Regions from separate parts of the Zea mays genome. Here region 2 is linked to region 1. Evidence: chromatin contacts called from public Hi-C data. All regions are on one chromosome and are shown on one strand. The core of a region is the stretch at or near the end of the contact, and the rest is flanking DNA. Distances in the headings are between cores, read along the strand shown.

Region 1 (7,431 bases), core at 1,764-4,263:
ACACGACATAACACGACTAAAACGAAGAAGCCACTTCGGACATTTAACTTATTGAATTTAAGATGCAACTACGTAGTTATGAAACCATACATTCACATGCTTCCACATCGAGCCCACAAATGCTCCACAAGATCATTTTGTAGTGTCTAAGATCTTTCTTGGCGACGAAGATCGAAATGATTAATCACACATTCGGACCGTCCTTCTTGAATTAGTTGAAATGGTTCAATGCCTGAAGTGATGTATCCGAAATCTGTGTTTCCTGCAAACTCACCTTCGTCTTCGACAATCATGTTGTGCATGATGATGCATGCTGTTATTTTCTCGGTTAAACGATTACGATCCCAACCGTACGCTGGACCACGCAGCACCGCCCACCGTGCTTGAAGAACTCCAAATGCGCGCTCAATATCCTTTCTGCAACTTTCCTGCATTTGTGTGAAATGTACTTTCTTTTCCTCATAAGGGTGTCTAATTGCTTTGACAAAAGTTGGCCAGTTGGGGTAAATGCCATCAGCTAGGTAATAACCGAAGTTGTAAGCATGACCGTTGATTGTGTAATTCACGGGTGGCATTCGACCGCTTGTCATGGGGTCAAATACTGGTGATCGGTGAAGCACGTTTACGTCATTATTTGTCCCAGGCATGCCAAAAAATGCATGCCAAATCCATAGATCATATGTTGCTACCGCTTCGAGTATCATCGTAGGTCTTCCATTTCTGCCACAAAACTGTCCACGCTATGCATGCAATCTATGGAACCCAACATTCCTGGAAAGCCCCTAGACTCGCTATTGTGCATGATGCGTGCAATGTCAGCTTCATTAGGAGTTCGTAGATACCACCCAGTAAAATGTGCAATGATTGCGCGACAAAAATGATTAAGGCATTCCCTAGCGGTAGACTCCCCAATTTGAATGTACTCGTCTTCGACATCAGTAGGTAACCCATAAGCAAGTATATGCATTGCCGCACATACTTTTTGAAGGGGCCCGAGTCTTGGCAGGCCTGTTGCGTCGACCCGTTGCGTAAAGTAACTATCCTGCTGTTGCACTCCTTCCATAATGCGGATGAACAACGGCCTACTCATGCAGAACCTATAAAATGTAATAGGTAAATTATGAAGACAATGGTAATGAGAGAACATATCCATAAAACTTTGAACTTCGTACCTTCTACGAAACACGTGGGGGTGGATGCACTGGGTTAGGACCGAAGTAGTGATGGTGGATGAGGTTTTCTCCAGCAAAATGATCCATGTGAATGATGCGGCGAGGTATACCCAAACATCTTCGGAGAAGGCGTCTAGCCTTAATGTTAAGGGTAAGAAGACTGACAAGCATAAGTGTGTTGTCGTCAATATCACTGGAATCAGAATCATCGTCCCTATGGAAATGAGACATACCGAACAATGGCTAACTAGCTCGAGTTGTGTGGGATGTGGGCACATTTGGGAAGAGGAAGTATGCATATATATATAGGGGAGGTGAATGTGGCTTCTGGGTGAAGCTCGTGTCTTTCAGTGCAAGCCAACTGTGGCTTCCTGCGTACGAATGTTCGGTGTCTGTTTCCAACGTAAGCTAGGTTCAATTTTGACGTCGCAATGTTTCAGAATAATTTTGACGATGCAGAATTGTGATGTTTTGTATGGAATTCCTAATTAAATTTTAACTAAATTGTTTTGTTTGTATGTTCTGCATAAATTGTAAACAAAAAATAAATTTATTTACAAAAAATAATTTACAACATGACAACATGTCGGACGTGTGAAAAGGATAAAAGAAAATAGAAAATAAAGTTGGTTATATTAGTTATGTTGGAAATATATATTTAATGTGTAGAGGGGTATATAGGGAAATTTATAGGAGGAACAATTGCGGAATGAGTGAATATAGGGGAGCAAATCTTGCTGACGTGGCTCGCGCCGCAAGATACATTGGTCAAAGTTTCATAATTACCTTATCCCACACAAATTGTTTACCTATAACGATTCACTACCCTTATGAAAAATCAATTACATCGGAGCGTTTCCGGGGGTGAATACACTTTGAATTTGATAAATGTATTGCTTGTGAAGTATGTGTTCGCGTATGTCCGATAGATCTACCCCTTGTGAATTGGAGATTTGAAAAGGATATTAAAAGAAAACAATTGCTTAACATTTAGGGGGGAATTTAGGTGACACAGTTGCGGACGGTCTAACGGCTCCGCTTGTATAGGAATCTGGCCAACGGCCAGACCGAGTATTCAGCAACACTTGCGGCTCATTTCGCGCTACGGCTCCATAGAAATAGGATCCAATCTGTTATTGTAATTTATATATGTACTGATGCTCATCAATTCAGCAAACACTCTTCTCCTGCATAGACTCTATGCATGCGATGTGGCCCCTCTGCGCGACACGAAGGAATCATTGCAGACGCGCAGTGAGTGCAGTGTAGCCTACTAACACTGTCGTACTCAGCAATGAACACAGCCAACCACCATTCCATGGGGTGCCCTACCGGGCGCTGTCCCACACCTCTGGTCTCTGGATCAGACTCAAGGGCACGCCGCGTCGCCGTCACGCCCCTTCTTTCTTTTCGTCGCTCTCCATACAGTGAGTGGCAAAAAAAAACCTGTAGGCTAGGCATGTGTACAGTGCGCCGTCCAGCTGGACCCGGTTCACAAAACAAGGCGCATTCTTCAGTTGCCCAGTGAACCTTCCGGCGGCCGGCCATCGCCGTTTGGTAATTGCCGAATTGGAATTGGGACGGAACATCCGGTCGGGCTAGCACCGTGTATCACACCCAGCCAACCAGCCGAAAAATGTTTGAACTTTTCGAATTTTGGCTCCGGGTTTTTTCAAATCGGCGGCCCCATGCGGCCATGCCTCAGCCAACGCCTCGTTCAGCAACAGCACCGTTGCACTGCATGCATCATGCATGCAGCTGGCTCCAGCTCCCAGCCTCCCACACGCAGGCCGCATCCCATTGGTGCCAGTTGGAAGCCAACAACCCTGCCACTGCCATGCCATGCTGCCTCACTCGCCCACCACCCTTTAATACCCCACCGCTCCTTGCTCTCACTTCACTCACGGTCGGAATGAGCGTTCACCGTCACAATCACTGAATCACACAAGCACGACCACGCACACGCGGTAAACACGCGCGCGCTCAAACAGTTCGAAATGGCGCTCGCCGCCGCCATCATCGTCGTCTTCCTGCTTCCTGGCCTTCTCCTCACGGCGATGGCGGCCACGCCGTACCCTCACGGCCGCGGCGCCGACGCTCTCGTGGGCGCGTCCAAGAAGTACGAGGGCAGCTCCAACCTGGTGGACCTCCGCTACCACATGGGCCCCGTCCTCTCCGCCGCGCCGCTCCGCCTCTACGTGCTCTGGTACGGCCGATGGGACCCCGCGCACCAGGTCCCCGTCCGCGACTTCCTCCTCTCCCTCTCCGACACGTCCCTGCCGCGCCCCTCCGTCGCCGACTGGTGGGCCACCGCCGCGCTCTACGCCGACCAGACCCTCGCCAACGTCACCTGCCGCGTCGACCTGGCCGGGGAAGCCGCCGACGAGTCGGCCTCGCTGGGCCGCTCGCTCTCCCGGCTCGACATCCAGCGCGTGCTCGCCTCTGCGGTCGCCGCGGGCCGGCTCCCTGCCGACACCCGCGGCGGCGCCTACCTTGTTCTCACGGCGCCCGGCGTCGGCGTCCAGGACTTCTGCCGCGCCGTATGCGGCTTCCACTACTTCACCTTCCCGTCGCTCGTGGGCCACACGCTGCCCTACGCGTGGGTCGGGCACAGCGGCGGCCGCTGCGCCGACGTCTGCGCGTACCCGTTCGCGCTGTCGTCGTACATGGCCCGGAGCGGCATGGCGGCGCTGCGGCCGCCCAACGGCGACGCGGGCGTCGACGGCATGGTCAGCGTCATCGCGCACGAGCTGGCCGAGCTCGCCACGAACCCGCTCGTCAACGCGTGGTACGCCGGGGAGGACCCCACGGCGCCCACCGAGATCGCCGACCTGTGCGAGGGGGTGTACGGTACGGGCGGCGGCGGCGGGTACGCCGGGAAGGTGTCGGTGGACGCGCAGGGGAGGAGCTGGAATGTGAATGGGAGGAAGGGGAGGAAATTCTTGGTGCAGTGGCTGTGGAGCCCAGAGGCTAAGGCGTGCGTGGGGCCCAATGCCAGTGACTAGGCTTATTGGCCACTGCTAGCATGTAACTACCATGTAGTAGTAGTTTATTATTCTCAGCTTTACTTTATATTATATTATATATAAAAAACTATTATATGATAATTAGTTGTTTTAGAATCTACAGAGCTAATAGTTAACTGCTAAATCAGTTATAGAAAGTTAATGGTTAACTACTAAATTAGTTGAAGAGGTTTCAAACAATTTCAACTAATATCTAACTAATTGTTAGCTAGCTCAAACTAGTAAATAATTTATTAGCTAATTGATTATTAGCTCCAGAGATTTTAAACAAGACCTTAGTATTACTTGGGAGTGGACAGCCGTAGGCAAATACCGTTCAAGATACGCTTGCATATGAAACTATATCTAATAATACATCACATACGACAAAATCACGGTTTTTCTTTTAACTACTACTTCTAAACTTATATAAAGTATAATCATCCTGATATGATATACTAGAATACGTAAAGTACCAAAAAGAGAAAAATACTATAGAGAATGGAGAAAACAAGATAGTTACTAGAGAGATTGGAGGCAAACTATATCTAATAATACATCATATAAGACAAAGGTATAGTTTTTCTTTCAACTACTACTTCTAAACTTATATAAAGTATAATCATTCTGATATGATATTCAAACTGTTCGTTTTGGATTAAAGCCAGTTGTTCAGACTGTTTCAGCTGTAATCCATAAAGATAAAATATTGTAAAAGTAATAGAAGCCGGTACGAATTAAAGCCAAGCGAACAGACGAATGATGTGTTCGGATCCCCGAGTCCTTAAGGGCCACGAGTCAATGAACAGACAGTTTGTTCGTTACATGTCAATTAAGAATCTACTGCACCCACATGTGACCCCGCATCGAGCCAAGTGAACAAGCGAGATGGAGACAGGCAGAAGGGGTCAGCCAAATCGGTGGAAACACAGTCAAGTAGATTTTGTGTATCCATTAGACTCACCGCACCGTGAGCTTTGTGTTCGCCTCATTAACTATGCCAGTCGGCGAGATGCCACATGTATCGGTCTTTCCTCCACTCACGACCTGTGAATTCTAGGCGTGAGTCCCTAGAAGCCCTATGACCATGTACATAGATAAGGGAGAAACCAGCGAGTCCCTAGAAGACCTATGACCCTGTACACATATAAGGGAGAAACCACCAGACATGCTGCGAAGGCAGAATGTCGGTGTAGGGGGAGATACAGACAAAACCAGTAATGATGCCGCTCGGACTTTCATCCTTAGTACAAATTGTATCCTTCCCCAGTAATCTCATAGATATGTGAAAGTCGCCTAGAGGGGGGTGAATAGGGCGAAACTGAAATTCTCAAAAATAGTCACAACTACAAGCCGGGTTAGCGTTAGAAATATAATCGACTCCGCGAGAGAGGGCGCAAAACAAATCGCAAGCAAATAAAGAGTGTGACACGCGGATTTGTTTTACCGAGGTTCGGTTCTCGCAAACCTACTCCCCGTTGAGGTGGTCACAAAGACCGGGTCTCTTTCAACCATTTCCCTCTCTCAAACGGTCCCTCGGACCGAGTGAGCTTTCTCTTCTCAAATGCTTGGAACACAAAGTTCCCACAAGGACCACCACAAGATTGGTGTCTCTTGCCTCAATTACAAATGAGTTTGATCGCAATAAAGAATCAAGAAAGAAGAAAGCAATCCAAGCGCAAGAGCTCGAAAGAACACAAGCAAATCTCTCTCTCTAAGCACTAGGGCGTTGTGTGGAATTTGGGAGAAGATTTGATCTCTTGAGTGTGTCTAGAATTGAATGCCTAGCTCTTGTAAGTGGTTGAAAGTGTGAAAACTTGGATGCAATGAATGGTGGGTGGTTGGGGGTATTTATAGCCCCAACCACCAAACTAGCCGTTTGGTGGGGCTGACTGTCGTATGGTGCACCGGACAGTCCGGTGCACACCGGACATGTCCGGTGCGCCAGCCACGTCACCAAAGCCGTTGGGTTCCGACCGTTGGAGCTCTGTCTTCTGGGCCCGCCTGGATGTCCGGTGGCGCACCGGACATGCACTGTAGAGTGTCCGGTGCGCCAGCATGGGCGTGCCTGACTTCTGCGCACTCTGGCGCGCATTAATTGCTGTTGCAGGTGACCGTTGGTGCGAAGTAGCCGTTGCCCCGCAGTTACACCGGACAGTCCGGTGTACACCGGACATGTCCGGTGAATTATAGCGGAGCAGCCGTTGCGATTTCCCGAAGCCGGCGAGTTCCTGAGACGCCCTTCCTTGGAGCACCGGACACTGTCCGGTGTACACCGGACAGTCCGGTGAATTATAGCGGAGACGCCTCTGGATTTTCCCGAAGGTGACGGGTTTGAGTTGGAGTCCTCTGGTGCACCGGACACTGTCCGGTGCACACCGGACAGTCCGGTGCGCCAGACCAGAGGTGCCTTTGGTTGACCTTTTGCTCTTTTGTTGAACCCAATACTTGGTCTTTTTATTGGCTAAGTGTGAACCTTTGGCACCTGTATAACTTATACACTAGAGCAAACTAGTTAGTCCAATTTATTTGTGTTGGGCAATTCAACCACCAAAATCATTTAGGAAATAGGTGTAAGCCTAATTCCCTTTCAATCTCCCCCTTTTGGTGATTGATGCCAACACAAACCAAAGCAAGTATAGAAGTGCATAATTGAACTAGTTTGCATAATGTAAGTGCAAAGGTTGCTTGGAATTGAGCCAATATAAATACTTATAAGATATGCATGGATTGTTTCTTCATTTTTAACATTTTGGACCACGCTTGCACCACATGTTTTGTTTTTGCAAATTCTTTTGTAAATCTTTTCAAAGTTCTTTTTGCAAATAGTCAAAGGCAAATAAATAAGATTTTGCGAAGCATTTTCAAGATTTGAAATTTTCTCCCCCTGTTTCAAATGTCTTTCCTTTGACTACACAAAACTCCCCCTAGATAAGATTCTCCTCTTAGTGTTCAAGAGGGTTTTGATGTATCAATTTTGAAATACTACTTTCTCCCCCTTTTGAACACAATAAGATACCAATTTGAAATTTATCAATTGAGGATCATACTAATTGAAAAACTCTTTTTAAAATTGGGTGGTGGTGCGGTCCTTTTGCTTTGGGCTAATACTTTCTCCCCCTTTGGCATGAATCGCCAAAAACGGAGTCATTAGAGCCCTTGAATTACTCTCTCCCCCTTTGGTTATAAATAAATGAGTGAAGATTATACCAAAGATGGAGTCCTTTTGCTTGGTGCTCATGTTTTCTCCCCCA
Region 2 (7,431 bases), core at 1,999-4,498, 250 kb after region 1:
CGTCCCATCCAGGCTCGCCCCGGTAACAAGTAATGATGGCTCCCCGCGTGCATCCATGAAGACGGTGGCTCCCTGCCCCTTATGGAAGCAAGGAGACGTCAGCAAGCTCCCAACAACCCCGACAGCTGTGCTTCTACAGGGCTCAAACGCTCCTCCGACGGCCACGACGCCGCGTACACAGGGCTCTAGCACCTCTCCGACAGCCACGTTGGCATGTACATAGGGCTCTGGCTCCTCTCTGCCGGACACGTTAGCATATTGCTACACCCCCATTGTACGTCTGGACCCTCTCCTTGCATCTATAAAAGGAAGGGCCAGGGCCCTCATACGGAGGGTGGTCGCGCGGGACTCCCTTGTAACCCCTACTGCAAGCGCACCCACTCTGGCGCAGGATAACACGAGCCGCGGTCCCCTCCCCCCTTTGTTCCATCTCGCGCCAACTCATCTAGGCTGGGGCACGCAGCGACAATTTTACTCGTCGGTCCAGAGACCCCCCCCCCCCCCCCCGGGGTCGAAACGCCGACACCTGCCAAGGTGGGTGTCGCCAAATGTTTCATCGACCCATTCTTGCACTCCCTCTGCGTCTCCTTGTTTGTGTACAAGTGATGTAAACAACGTGCTAGGAAGATGAGTGTCACTGTTAGGTGAGTCTTCGTCCAATGTTGAAGGTGCTGGAACTAAACTAGCACTTAAACTCTGGGAAAAAAATAGCATATAACAGTAAATCAGCTTGACATATAGCATATAACATCTTCACATATATCATATAACATTAAACATGACTAATATGGCTAAACTGGCCACTAAATATCTAAACTGGAACTCAATCTTGGCATAAAATCCGGTTTCCCGGCAAAAAAAAAAATTGACAGTTTACCCTACAAAATAACGGTTTACCGGTAAAAAAAACAGTTTACCGTCGGTTTTCGTTTTATAAATTTTTAAATTTATTTAAATTTTAAACTAACTTTGGAAAAACCGGTAGTTAACTAAAATCGTGCTCCACGCGGTTTTGATAAACGGACCGGTTAGATGGAAGAGGGTCGGCCGAACTGGATGTCAATACGAATCAGAGGTCGGTCAAATCGGACACTAGCGGGCGAACCGCGCGCAATTTGAGGGTTGGGCGTGTGAAGCTGACCACTCCGTACTCAACACCCCTCATCACATCGCAATAGAAGGTTTTTACCTGCCGCACCTCACTCACAGTGGCACAAGGTTTTTTACCTGCCTTCAACGCGAACGCACACAGCCACCCGGCGAGGGAGCGGAGAGGACGTGGCGACCACCACGGCTGCCAAGCCAACCCACAGGACACGGCCCCCCGCCTTCGTGAGGCTCTCTCGTACTGTACTGCCCACCCTTGCCGCGCTGCAGCTCATGCAGCGAGCCAACAGGAAAGCTCTGCAGCAGACGTGCCGCGCGCCGGGGGGCCGTAAACGGGCGGTGCCCAAGGGGCAGGCCAGCCGTCATGCTCATTCGCGCGCCGAAGGCACGGCACGGACCGGCCGCGAGAGGGTACGCGTCGCCGTCAGCCGCGTCGGCGCCGCACAGCAAAGTTGCGGCCGACGCATTTGCTAGAAAGAAAACGGCAGGCACGGCACGGCGCGGCGCCGCGAGCAGCAGTATCCGCGTTGGAACCTGGAAGCTCAACTGCCGCCTGCCGGGTCGCGGAGGTAACGGAGACGAAATAAAGTGTTGTCAATCATGCAGTGAAATGGCTTCAGTTCAGAGCGGGGCAGTTGGTTGCTGTGTGCTTGTTGGTGTCAAGTCAACGCATTCTTTCAAAGGGCCGACTGACTCGTGCAGGTCAACGACGTTTCAGGAACCGCCCGCGCCCGGTGTTCGGTGGTGGTTGCCTGCTGGTCCTGCAGCAGCTCGGCGATGCAAGCATAGTACTCTGATACATTAATGAGTAGTTGAGTACCATCCCGCTGTTGCGTTGTGCGAGTCCGAAACGGAGAGCGTGGGCACCAACTACTTCACCGCCAAACGGTTTGTATGGATATGGAAACGTGTCGATGTTCATGATGTTCAAAGTTTTTTTTTTAGAAGTCCGTATTGTAAGCGACGATTATTATTTTTTATTTAAAAAAAAGAACTCGACGAGCTCTAGCATTGTCGTGTCATCAGTTAGACAGATACAGGGTGCTACGGTCCGGGTTTGGCCACCTTGGAGATGAGATTTCGGAAGGGGGGCCCCAAACTATGATGACGGGGGTGGGCCAAGCATGATTGAGAGAACACGGATTACGCCATCCACAATCCTCTACTGTAGGGCCACTAGGCACCACGGCCTAACTCGTGCTATCTTCCACGGACGGATAGGTTTATTAGATGGAGGAGGCGATGGCCGATTATCCGTGAACTCCATCCATATACAAGCGTAAAGGATTTCGGGCACACCAAAAAAAAAAACTCGCAAGCACACAAACACGCGTGTCTTGTATGTAGCCTTCGGTCCGAAACTGAAAGGGGCGACGGAAGAAGGGAAGCGTGTGCGACGAGACGAGAGCTGTTGCAGGCTTGGCGCTGGCGCGCATGCCTTTCATTTCACGGCCTGCCCCTGATCGAGAGGAAGCGGATGACGGTGGTGCCCACACCCCCCGAGCCACGCGATAAGCGTTGACGCCCTGTCTCCTTGGTCGCACCCGTCTCGTACTAATCCTCGGCCACGTCGGCCACTCCCGTGCTTATCCCCACGAATCGAATCCCACTTATCTCTCCTGCCTTTTTTTTTCTGTTCTCTCTCTTTTTTCCCCTCAATTCCAGCGAGCGCCATCACTAGACTAGAATACGGCTGTCAAACATTTAATCATTTTCCATATTAAGATGCAGTGCTACTGCCGCTCCGGAATCGAGTGCGGAAAAAGGCAGAAGGACTGCATCGATAATGAACGGTCCGGCAACGGGATTAGTAGTAGCTATCAGCACCAGGCTGCTGGACTACGTACCATCAAACGCCCACGTGCCAGGCTGTGCTGGAAACGGTATGTGGCAGACGAAGAGTTCATCCGAATCCTCGCTGACGCGCCTCCAAGCCGCGGCACGCGTGTCCCGGAGGTCGGTGCCCCCCCCCCCCCCCCCCCCCCCCCCCCCCCCCCCCCCCCCCCCCCCCCCCCCCCCCCCCCCCCCCCCCCCCCCCCCCCCCTAAGCCTAAGGCCCAGAACCAACTAACCTCTCTTTTTTCGCTCGCTATATCCCCCGTCCCACGGCGCCGCGCTTCGCCGCCTCCCAAACGCGTCCAAAACATTCTGCGGCCTGTTGGAGGGCAGCACCAAGTATCACAGTCTAGCTACTGCCTGGCACCAGCAAGCTTCTGCCCTGCCCCGCCCCGCCGCCAGAATCCGAAACCAGTAAACCACAGCGGCAACAACCTCGCGGCGCCCGCGTGGAGGCAGGCGGCGCATAAAGCCAGCCGGCGCTGCTCCTGCTGTGCGCAACGGTCCCCTCCTCCTCCTCCTCCTCCGCTCTCCTCTCCCCAAAGTAATAACTAGTAAACAGAGCTGCGTCCAGGCTTCTTCGATCGGTCCATGGCTGTCGTCACGAGGGACGCGGCGTGCCTGCCCCTCGTCCTCCTGCTCCTAGTCTTCTCCGCGGCCCCGTCTCCGGCTGACGGCTGCGACCGCTGCGTGCGCCGGTCCAAGGCCACCTACTACCAGGCCTCCTCGCTCGCCCTCAACGGTACGCACCGCTGCCTTGTGCGTTTCAAACGATTTTCGTCTGTTTCTGTGGAATTTGATCCATCTTTCGGTTGCTGCTCAACTGCGCAGCCGGGTCGTGCGGGTACGGCTCCTTGGCCGCGTCCCTCAACGGCGGCCTGCTCGCCGCAGCCAGCCCCGAGCTGTACAGGGGCGGCGTCGGCTGCGGCGCCTGCTTCCAGGTAGGTAGCTAGCTTCTTCCCTTTCCCTCCCTTTAGGCCGGAGCGCGTGCCCAGCGGCGGTTTCTCTGTTCCCGTGGTTGGCCCGATTCGGATTGTGTGTAAGCAAGGGCTGGCATTGTTTGCAGGTGCGGTGCAGGGACAGCGAGCTGTGCAGCGCCGCCGGCGCCAAGGTGGTGGTGACGGACCAGGCGCGGACGTCGAACCGCACGGCGCTGGTGCTGAGCGCCGCGGCGTACGCGGCCATGGCCAGTGCCGGCAAGGCCGCGCGCCTCAGGGACCGGCGCGTCGTCGACGTCGAGTACAAGAGGTACTTGGGCGCAGCGACACAACACTCTGCTTCGGTCCCGCGGGCCGATGCTGCAGAGTTCTTTACTGGTGGGAGAAAGATCGAGAGATTGATTTTGTGTATAATACTGCGCTCAGGGTACCCTGCGAGTACGCGAAGGACCGCAACCTGTTGATACGCGTGGAGGAGAAGAGCCGGCCGCCAAGCAACCTGTCCATCAGGTTCCTGTACCAGGGCGGCCAGACCGACATCGTCGCCGTCGACGTCGCCACCGTAAGCTAGTTTCTTCCTAGTACACTAGCAAGTATAGTACCGAACAGAGACATTTCTCTGCTGTTTGTATTTCCCCCCGACGAGATCGGTTCTTAAGCGGGGGATGTCTGCACTCAGCAACAAGCAACGGTTCGAATTCACCGTCGCCTTCCATTCCATGACGTCGTTCGCGTGCGTGTGGTTGGTTTTTGGCAGGTGGGGTCGTCCAACTGGCGGTTCATGGCGCGGGACCACGGGCCGGCGTGGAGCACGGCGCAGGCGCCGCCGGGGCCGCTGCAGTTCCGGCTGGTGGTGACCGGTGGCTACGACGGCAAGTGGGTGTGGGCGGAGTCGGAGGTGCTGCCGCGCCGGTGGGAGGCCGGCCGCGTCTACGACGCCGGGGTGCAGGTCTCCGACGTCGCGCAGGAAGGGTGCTACCCCTGCGACACGCGCGAGTGGCAGTGACGTGACGCGCGCACGGGCTGGATTGTAGTAGATTGTACAGTTTTTTTTTTTGGTCGGGAATGGGACGAAAGATATGAAATGATGATGAGCGGAGCCGGAGAGCCGAATCAAACCAAATCAAACAAACGTGCCGTTGCAAGTTGGTTCGGCCGCGTTGCTCGACCCCATTTAGGGCTTGTTCGGTTATTTTCAATCCATATGGATCGGAGGGGAATGATACGGATCGGAGGGGATTTTGACTTATTAGGGATTGAAACCTCCTCAATCCTCCTCAATCCATATGGATTGGGATAGAACCGAACAAGCCCTTATTGGGTGTGTGCGCCGGAGTTGGAGCGCACGATGCGTGTGCTCTGTGCTGTGTGCAATGCATGATGAGTGGCTCTTGTCGTCAACTCCCTCAGGAACCACTCGTTCAGAACCGAACAGGCGGACGCCGTCGTCGTGACGAGGAGGTGAGGTCAGAGACAGGCCTCACGCAGCCAAAACGGAAAGAAATGTTTGGCAGATCAAAAGAAAACGGCGCCCTAACATCTCCAAAAGCGCTTTGTGTAGTGCTGCCGTCGATTCCTCTATCGGTGGCGCTGGAACACAGAGAGTAACCGGCAGTTGCCGACCATTAGGTGGGGGCCGTTCAGTCAGTGATTCCCACAGCACAGTCCCATTATCACCAAGAGAATCCTTGATTTCGACATGGGCCTTGATGCTCCCGGGCCACAATTTTGCTTTCGTTTCGTCTGGACCGTATGATCAGAGAAACCGTTCTGGTAGGCCTGGTGTAACAAAAGCTTAAGGCTCGTCTTGGACTTGGACTTGCACTTCGTTCCATGATGATCAGGTCTATGCCCGCAACAGGGCCGGGTCGACCCGTTCGTGAATCCGATCCGCTCCTAGATTGGGCCCACGGTTCGGAGCGGGCCAACCCAACCACGCCCGCGGCCGCTCGCCTGCTGCCTCGCCCTCGTTCGCCTCCCTGCCGCCTCGCTCCTGGATCATGGCAAATGGCATACGAACTCACAAAGAGATCTTGGCATCCGTTCGCCTCCTCGCTGCTTCACTCACGGCCTCCGCGCTCGTTGTGTTTCGACGTAGGACGATTTTGACTTTTCCTTGGCTAGCTCGCTCGCCTCCGTTATGTTTCGGCGTCGGTGCCGGTCAGCAAGGGTAGAGCTGAATCGAGCTGGAAGGGGAAGTCTTTTTCTTGCGGGAATCGGTTGACTTGGTAGCGATTTCCTCTGTCCTCGCGTCGCATTGAACGCCGCCGATGTTCGTCGCGCCCCCTCGTATCGTACCACCGCTGTCTACGATTGGCAGAAAGTCAGCAAGCTGGGTCTCGTGAAGCACAGACAGGGACGGTTGACTCGTGGTAGCAGGCTGCTGCGAAGACAGGTGGGCGCTGTACAAGAATCTATAAAGGCGCTCTGCGTACGTATTTGCAACCATCAGGCCATACTTGATACCTACGCTACGATACGAGTACACCACGTACGTAACGTAACATTGGGGGGTTGAGTATGTGTGAATGTGAACGCGCGGCAACTTGGCCTCCTTGGCGTCAACGGCGTCCGTCCAAGGTCCACGGGATGTTCCAATCTGCCTGCAAGAGCTCAGAAAGAGAGTCCACGCTCGCGAACGCACCCGTGTCGTTACTCGTGACTCCGTGGACTGCCCTGCCTGCGGGTAGTAGGCCGTTTCGTCTCCCGTCTCTGTCACGGCAGCAGTACAGTACAGTACAGCACAGGAACGCCCTCTGAACTAATCCGCGACGTCAGTACGTCGGACTGATGTTTGCGATGACGATGTTAATTGCCTGCGCGTCTAGTTTAACTGCCTGAGCTATTCGAGCTTTTAGGTAAATTAAAGTTTTAGGAGCTACTTGGTGTTGACTCCCTTATTATATGGTATATTTGGGCCGGGCCCGATGAACTGGTCCGAAGCAAAAAAAAAAACACGATCTAGACACGACATGACCTAAAATATTTTAGTGTCGGACCGACACAGCCTGATATATCGGACCAGTTTTGGGCCGAGGTCGCGGTCCATGGGTGGGCTCGAGCACGGCCCGTTTAAGACAAACACGAAATAGCTCATATAGATCGAGGCACGAAAAGACTCATATATTTATTAAAACCACACTTTAATATACTTTATAAAGAACACAAAGCTAGAGATAGTGCTAGTTAGATATTTTTTGTAGCTTTGAATTAGAATATGTGATGTAATTTTAATTTTGTTATGAACATTAAATAATAAATTGAACTTTTAAACTTTGTATAGAGCTCATTATACTCTTTTTCTTTCTAACAAAATGATGTGTAAACGAGGTAGTTATTGCATAGCTCTGGTAACTTAATATAAATATTAAGTTTGCTTTTGGTCAAACTTATTTGTCTTATCTTTTATTAAATTTGTTTTGAATTTAGGGCTCTGATGTGAATTTCGGGCCCTGATGTGAATTTCGAGCCAAAAACTGAATTTTGGGCCGTCGTGTGAATTTCGGGCCAAAAATTGAATTTCAGTCTTTTATAATTTTGCGCCGCTCGAA

What was found. A called contact is a pair of places that touch in the nucleus more often than the background predicts.
Region 2: a Hi-C map of leaf shows a contact between it and region 1, with 4 times the contacts expected there. The contact joins the promoter of LOC100281041 here to the promoter of LOC103637609 in region 1. A contact is called at or near these places in 3 of 25 Hi-C or Micro-C datasets (ear, leaf and root tip).

Annotation. Positions count from the first base shown.
Region 1 is chr1:85,655,438-85,662,868 of Zm-B73-REFERENCE-NAM-5.0, forward strand. LOC103637609 (Protein EXORDIUM-like 5) reads left to right here and starts at 3,014. Exons shown (of 1, transcript XM_008659833.4): 1 at 3,014-4,279. The coding sequence starts at 3,170. The coding sequence ends at 4,177.
Region 2 is chr1:85,909,155-85,916,585 of Zm-B73-REFERENCE-NAM-5.0, forward strand. It overlaps LOC100281041 (expansin-like 3), which reads left to right and starts at 3,249. Exons shown (of 5, transcript NM_001153960.2): 1 at 3,249-3,684; 2 at 3,774-3,883; 3 at 4,009-4,190; 4 at 4,307-4,442; 5 at 4,638-5,005. The coding sequence starts at 3,534. The coding sequence ends at 4,886.